2 separate regions of the Mus musculus genome follow, and region 1 is linked to region 2. The links are chromatin contacts, called in public promoter capture Hi-C maps. All regions are on one chromosome and are shown on one strand. Each heading gives the region's core, a stretch centred on a gene start, on an enhancer-like site or on the middle of the called end of the contact. The rest is flanking DNA. Distances are from core to core; before and after follow the strand shown.

The links. Capture Hi-C pulls out chosen DNA fragments and counts their contacts.
Region 1: a contact with region 2 is called in a promoter capture Hi-C map of adipose tissue. The contact joins two enhancer-like sites. A contact is called at or near these places in 2 of 484 Hi-C or Micro-C datasets (nephron progenitors and uterus), 1 of 115 datasets of contacts at active chromatin or transcription factors (embryonic stem cells) and 3 of 9 other capture datasets (adipose tissue, liver and pancreatic islet).

Annotation. Positions count from the first base shown.
Region 1 is chr10:39,645,541-39,649,221 of GRCm38.p6, reverse strand. It overlaps Traf3ip2 (TRAF3 interacting protein 2), which reads right to left. Exons shown (of 9, transcript NM_134000.3): 6 at 3,446-3,514; 7 at 2,257-2,373. All of the region lies in intron 2 of E130307A14Rik (RIKEN cDNA E130307A14 gene), which reads left to right. Among named protein-coding and RNA genes, the nearest start is that of Gm16364, 34 kb to the right of the region's middle. Within about 2 kb of position 1,906, at least 71 of the 459 cell types and tissues checked have an H3K27ac peak or open chromatin away from gene starts, as enhancers often do. A contact at or near this core is called in adipose tissue and uterus, where this site is marked.
Region 2 is chr10:39,505,539-39,508,840 of GRCm38.p6, reverse strand. All of the region lies in intron 3 of Fyn (Fyn proto-oncogene), which reads right to left. Among named protein-coding and RNA genes, the nearest start is that of Gm40627, 83 kb to the left of the region's middle. Within about 2 kb of position 1,725, at least 41 of the 459 cell types and tissues checked have an H3K27ac peak or open chromatin away from gene starts, as enhancers often do. A contact at or near this core is called in adipose tissue and uterus, where this site is marked.

The sequences.
Region 1 (3,681 bases), core at 657-3,156, 140 kb before region 2:
CAGTCAGACTCTGCTCACCCAAGAGGATTTACCTACAAGAACTCAAACAAAATCAGAATTTTTCAATACTGAGAGAGTTAAAGTTTTCCAGATTCCCAAGGCCAGCACAGAGCTTTTAGCCATCTGATGCCAAAGATAAGAGCAAGGCATTATGTACCCTGAACAGTGTCATCCTCCGATTGATTTTCAGAGCAGAACCTTTTGTTGTGCATGAAAATAAAACTGAGAAGTGAATGTGGAGGCGCCGACAACCTCACTCTCACAGTGCGGATCTGCCACCCGGGTCTTCTCAGAGCCAGCTCCCTTCCAAACAGAAGACAACACCAAAAGCATACACCACATACTCAGTTCAAGTACCAGCCATGCCATCTCGAAGAAAGCGCCTGCAGTCAGGGGCTGAGTTACAGTAGAGGGAGGGTTCATTCCAGCTTCAAGGGCAGTGTGGGCTACTTGGTCTGTCCACTAGGCTCCTGCTCTGTCAAAGACAAGCCCTCAGCAGTATACTTTTGTTGTCTCTCATAATTTCTTTCAGAGACTGGCTTTCTAATGGCATCATTTGATTTGTGTAGTAACTACTCAGATGCCTAGAGGAGGCAAGGAAGTCGGCCTATCAATGGGGAGATACTGATGGCGCATCCAGTCCCTTCTGTGACGAGGAGAAGCCAAAGACATTAGGGCCAAGAAACCAAATTTGGAGACCACATGGCTATAGCTGGCACAGTCATTGGGTTGAACTGTGTGTATTACTGGCTGGCTTTTCAATATACTAGCACAACTAAACAGGTTTGTCCAGGAACTGGTAGGGACCTGGAGTCCTTCCCAAGTACCAACTGCTGGTTCCTGGGACTGGCAGGTTCTTAGAGATGTAGACAGAATGTCAGTATTCTGGGAATGTGCAGACATGATACAGACAGCTAAGGGATAGAAATATCCAGTCAGTCATGACCTTCATGGATCAGTTTATTTCTAAGAATACTATTTTTCAGACTCCACAGGCTGGCACTGGGTAAGACTGGATATGAGGCAGACTTAGCTCCTGACCCTTAGCCAGACCCTTGAATTTTACCACCTTACCTTAGCTTCCACTTTGGGTTGTAAACTCAAACAAGTGGTTCACACTGACAGAGATCCTAAAGACTCAGATGATAAGGGTGCTGCTTACACACCTTCCCTGCCCTCTACCCACAGGGTGGATGGTGGTCAACTTTTCTTTCCCCTGGGGAAAAGGTGGCCTGAGGCTACTGACTGTGTCCTGCCCTATGCTGCTTACTTAGTCCTTGCAGTGAGGTGTGATGATCCCCGATCTCCGTGCAGGATGAGACTGAAACTGGGTTGTGAGTTCAAGTCCAGTGACTTCCCTGCTCTTTCTCTAATGTCAGAATCCTTGGTAAAAAACAAGCCAGAGAAACCAGGGCCACTCTTGCCTTCAGACACACAGTTCCCACAGGACAGTGTGAAAGTCACAGGTCTAGTCTGGCTTCCTAGTTAAATAGAAATGGTCTCTAACGTATCTCTAAATCTACAAAGGACAAGATGGCAAGCAGTCCATAAAACAGCTAGCTCTGAAGCTGGGTAATATTTCCTCCAAGTTGTTGAGCAAGTTTGATTCCTTCTAAATTCTCCCATGGTTTAAGTGTAACCAAGCCCCACGGCACAGGTTAGGGAGTAGAATGTTCCCCACCTATCACAAAAGAACAAATATCTCTTTGGTTAAGTGTTTTCTTGTGCCAAATGCTTTGAATATCACTTCACTTATCTTCACAGCACCGTGTATAGTGATGATCCATTTTGTGAACAGGGTTGCAGAAGGGCAGGATTTAAGAACTTGGGCCATGGCCACATAGCCTGTGCTTAGGAGGCTAATGTGACACATGCTTTTTTGGCATGACAGAAGTGTCCTTCCCAATTTTCACTTGCCTCTCTGAAAAAGGGAGGAACAGAATGTAACAGCTACAATGCCCAGCCCACTCCACCACTCTAGCCTCCTAAAACTTCACACTTGTTGGTAAATAGCCAAGCAAACAAAGCTCTACTTCCTAGAACTTTGACTGATACCTCTAAGTTACTGGCAGGACCAGTTTGAGTACTGGGTGGAGGAGTGATGCTGCTTCATAGGTCTCAAGGTTCAAAATATCCTGAGCCATAGAAATAACTGTGGCATCCCCAAACATCCCAGTACCTTGAATGAAGAAACAACCCCCCTAGAGAGGGTGCCTGCCCCAGAGGAAGAGCCAGGCGCTGTGGTCCCTCACTCACCATCCGATGAATGTACTTAGTATGTAAGCCATGCTCGTCCTCGTCCAGCTGCGACTCAGCGCCTTCCACATCCTGTTTGTATTTGGGGCTGATTGCTACGATTATCATCACTGTCTTCTGTAATGAGAAGGAGGAAAGCATGTTTATGGAAGCAGGAAGCATGGTTCGTTTGGTGAAGGCCAGCTGGAAACTGGCCAGCAGGACCATACGCGGTCCCTGACCTGCTGGCCAGTACACGACCAGTCCCTCTGTGAAAGCAAAAGGCATCAGCGCCGCCCAACCCCCACAGGCCTGCTGTCACCTCTACCCCTCCCCACTGCCTCTGCGCCCAGCACCCACAAACATGCAGAACAAATGGTTCTGAGAGGAATTCTCCTGCCGTCCACAACCTTCTCTAATAAACATCTGATGAAATCTGAAATCACTGACTCTGCATGGAGGCAGAAAGACATCACCACTGCACGGAAAAGCACCCTTCTTCCCTGCAGCCTGATGTGAGCTGTCAGTCACCATGCACCTCCACTGCCCTGCTTCACCTGTGCACATCAGCACAGTCAGTAGGAGCAGACCCTTCAACACACAGCAAACGCCGGGCTGCAGGCAAAAGGAAGGCAGCAAAACCCAGCCTGCTGAGACTCCCACCCCACCCACTCCTGCCCAAAGAAGTACCCAGACACAGACATGCTGGCAGCAATCAATTTCTATCTTGTTAAAGCACAGAGTGTCCCAGTGGCTAGTATAGATTCTGTCTGTGGAAAACGAATCACAGGGCTGCAAGTGGGTGCCCTGGGGTAGCATGCTGCTTAGCTTTCAAAGCTGCCCAGAAACCTCTCAAGCCCAGTCCTACAAAATGCTTGGAATGGCCTCCAATTCAGCTGGGTTCTGCTGCACCCTCCCACCCCCCGCTATCATTTCCTCCTTTCCTATTCTGCTCTAGAAATTGTTTGTGCTGATTGTTATCAACCACCTGTGTCTGGTTTGACCATTATTTCCTGCCTCTGCATGTCCAGGAGGGTGACCCCATCCTTCCTTTCCAAGTTTTTGCATAGCTTCTAACAAGAGAGGCTTTGTCCAGGCTTCCTCAGACTCAGACTTGGGGAGAGTATCAGTGTTTCTACTATGAAATATCTTCACAAGCTAATTGTTTTTCTCACCAGCACACATCCTCAGATTTTTGGAACATACTTACATCTCGAAGATAGCGCTCCATCCATTTAATGATATCAATACCCCGGATTCTATCCTCAAATATGTCAATCTACAAGAAAAGGATGCGCAAAAGAGCTCTTAATGAGAGCTTTCTCCGAGTGCAGACCTCAAGAAAACACAAGATCCTACATACATGTGCAACCCTAAAAGTAGTGCTCTCAATAAGGAGGAACACGTGAGACCAAACAGAGAAGCAAAGAGGTTCGTGAAATATGC
Region 2 (3,302 bases), core at 476-2,975:
GCTATTCAGAGAAACCCTGTCTCGATAAACAAAAACAAAAAACAAAAAACAAACAAAAAAAACCAGAAAAGAATATCTCTATTATTCGGTGTTTTCTGTGTCCACCAACATGGAGTAAGTGTACTAACTATTCTAGTTGCTTTTGATTTGTAGGTCACTGCAAAGCACTGTCAGTGCCACTCTGACAACACTGGGGCCCTGGAGTGCTGACTCGTAAGACACCACATCCATGTACCTAGTCAATGTGTCTGTCTAGAAGAGCTGGCAGCAGAGCGTCTTCACTAACCTGACCTTGTGCGACCAGTCCAGATATCCAGATTATAGCCTGTTTCTCCATCCCTTTGAAAGCTAAGGGACCCTGTTTCCTTAAATGGACATAGTCCCACAAATCTATTTAAGTTACACAACAGGGGAAGAGTTGCCAGACACACTGAAACACAGCCACACCCTCCTCCCATGAGCACAGCAGATATGATCGCTTTATACTACGGTCATGGTGTGGCCTCAAACCCTCCACACAGTTCTTCTGTGACAGAGGGGGCCCTGCAGTATGGGGGGGGGGGCTCAGCTATCACAGGTCAGGTACGTTCTGACCAGAGGTGGGCCCAGGTGGGTACCCACTCTCAACTTCTGAGGCTGGGCACACAAACAATGAGAAAGCTTCCATTTCCTCAGCTGCCAACCCAAGAGCAATGCCCATGATCAAGTTCTACAGCTGCTGGGTAACAAGGCCTGGATGAGACACCGGGCATGCTGGCAAATGCCTTTCTCTGCAACATACAGGGAAAAGAGCCAATGAGTAGCCGCCATCTTAGCAGAGTAGGCTGCTACCTTGGAGCCAACTTAAGAAGGAATGGAGAAGTGACAGCTCTAGACTTAGCTCTTCATCCCTATCCCCCTCCCATGCCCCATTCTCACCCTGGGAGCCTAGTGGGCAGCGCTGGCCTGGGAAAGGACAGTGAGGTCTGGCCACAGAACTCTGACACGACTTGCCTCATGGTCCCTTCCACTCTAGCATCGCTCTTTCTTGGGCAAAGCTGACAATGGAGAGTAAGAAAAGGATGGGAGCCGGACCAACGACACATAAGCAATGAGGAATTCAGAGCAGAGTTGTAGGTCCCCTGCAGCTCCTCACACTGTGTCAGGGGCAGAGGCAAAAGTGGACCGCTTCATGAATGAACAGCAGTGGGATGAGAGAGGGCAGGAGGAGGCGGAGCACAGTCAGAGTGAGGCGACCTTAGGAGAGAGGCTCCTGGCACACAGCTTTTGATGCTGAGAAAATCAACACCATCCACAGGATGAGTAACTTTACTAGGACTTTAAGGAACTTTACTAGATTCTCGGCAGACAGTGAATCCCCTGAGGAGCCAGGGCAGCTGATTAGGAGTTTTCCGCACATAACTGCTAGAGCCTCATTTAGGCAGCTCAACACTATGCCCGGAGCAGTGGTAGCTGGGTTACAGAACCTGCCAGCCAAGTTTCCTGATTCACCAACACCTTTCCATCCTGCCCAATGGGTTGTTCCTTCTTCCTAGAACACAGCCAGATGACCCTGGCAGCTTAAGGGTCTTTATCTGTCTTTTCGGTACAGTCAGAGAGGTCCTAGGAATTAGGTGGATGGAGAAAAAGCAGGGTGCCTTGGTGCCTCTTGGTTGCATAAGCACTGGTGGAGGTCCTAAGCCAAAGGAAAGATCCAGCCGGGTTTGCATTGTGCAACTGTAAGACCTTGGGGGCTGAGCCGCAGACAGCCTTAGTGCTGGGTCCACCCTGTGTCAGCGCAGTGCAGTGCAGTTCTGCCCACTTGGCAAAGTATACTTGCTGCCAGATGGATGGAAGAAGTGAGCCATTTGTCCCTGGCCCTGCTGAGGTTGTGCTGTGGTGCGCAGAACTGTAAGCTACCTTCCAACTTCCTGTACAGTCTCCAGGATGTGTGAATTAAACAGCCGCTCCTGTGTTAGGCTGTGTCACTTGGCGTAGCCAACCTTAGGAAGGACAGTGTCCCCGTGAGCTGACCTCATCAAGTAAGCCCTGGAGGTCATGGCTCTTCTTGCACATGCAGAGCCGAAGTGTGAGAAGAAGCATTCAAAGTGAGGATCCTCTCTCCTGCAGCTCTTAACACGTGGCCAGATGTGGGCTCTCCACTGCTGAGGAGCGCTCACAGCTGGCAGAGCAGGGAACTGGCATGTCAGTTCCAAGACCACAGCAAACCAGAGCAACTGAGACTGATCAAGAGTCTGTGTGAGTCAGGAAACCGATTCTTCCCTAGCAAGGCCCCAGTGACAGCTCAGCTGACACCCTTAGTTCAGCCTCGCTGATCAGAGATTCCGGTCATGCTACGTGCCGGCTTACGGCCCACAGAATGGTGAGCTAATACACGGATGCTGTCCGAAGCCTGCAGAAGATGAATGCCTAGTTACGGGATGGGGCACTGTAGAGGTGGTGGTTCCACATCCTGGCAGTCATAGCCAACATCCGAAGTGTATGTATGCATACTCATGTATGCCAGGCACTGCACTGTACTGCACTGGAAAACGCAACCCCACCACCACATTCTAAGTCCTCAAACATGGGCCCTGTTATAGAGAGGTAGGGGAATGTGTCCACAGCTCAGCTCGGGGTGGGGACGAGAGGTGACAACAGGTGACTAGAGTCCATGTCCAGAACTCAGGACTTCTGCAACAAAGCTGCTTTCTGTACCATGGAGCCCTGGTAAGTCCACACAAAAGTGTACAAAAGAGGCATGGCGGGAAAGTCAGAGGGAAGGACGCCTCTTGACACCACGTCCAGGGACAGAGAGCACAGTGCCTCTGTTAGCCTTGGTGCCTCTGTCTCCATCTACATTCCACACTGTGAATAGTGGGTTCTATGGAGGTGCTGGAACCACAGTGAGTCACCTCTTCCTTGGTATGGTTTGGCATCTTAATGACTGTTTGAGCCAACAAAACTAAAGCAGCCCTCAATTTCCCCGTCTTCCCTATCTGTGGCAAGGGTATTTATACATACCACGAGGGAGGCGGTAGCGGAAAGTTTCCTTGGTATAAAAATGAGCTCTCCTATTGCATTTAAGACATGATTCACTTTACAGGCAAATTAACTCATGAAGTGAAGTGTTCGTATAATCTGCCCCACCCCCAACCAAACACAAAAGACGTATGTACTTGTGGTAGAATGCTGTGAAGGAAAGCCCCTACCAAACGCTCCTTCTGACACCCTGCAGTCTCTCAGGTGAGAAGGCCACGGGACAGGGGAGTGTGCACAACGCAGACACTGACCACATGCAGTGGCCAGAAGACTGGACCTGC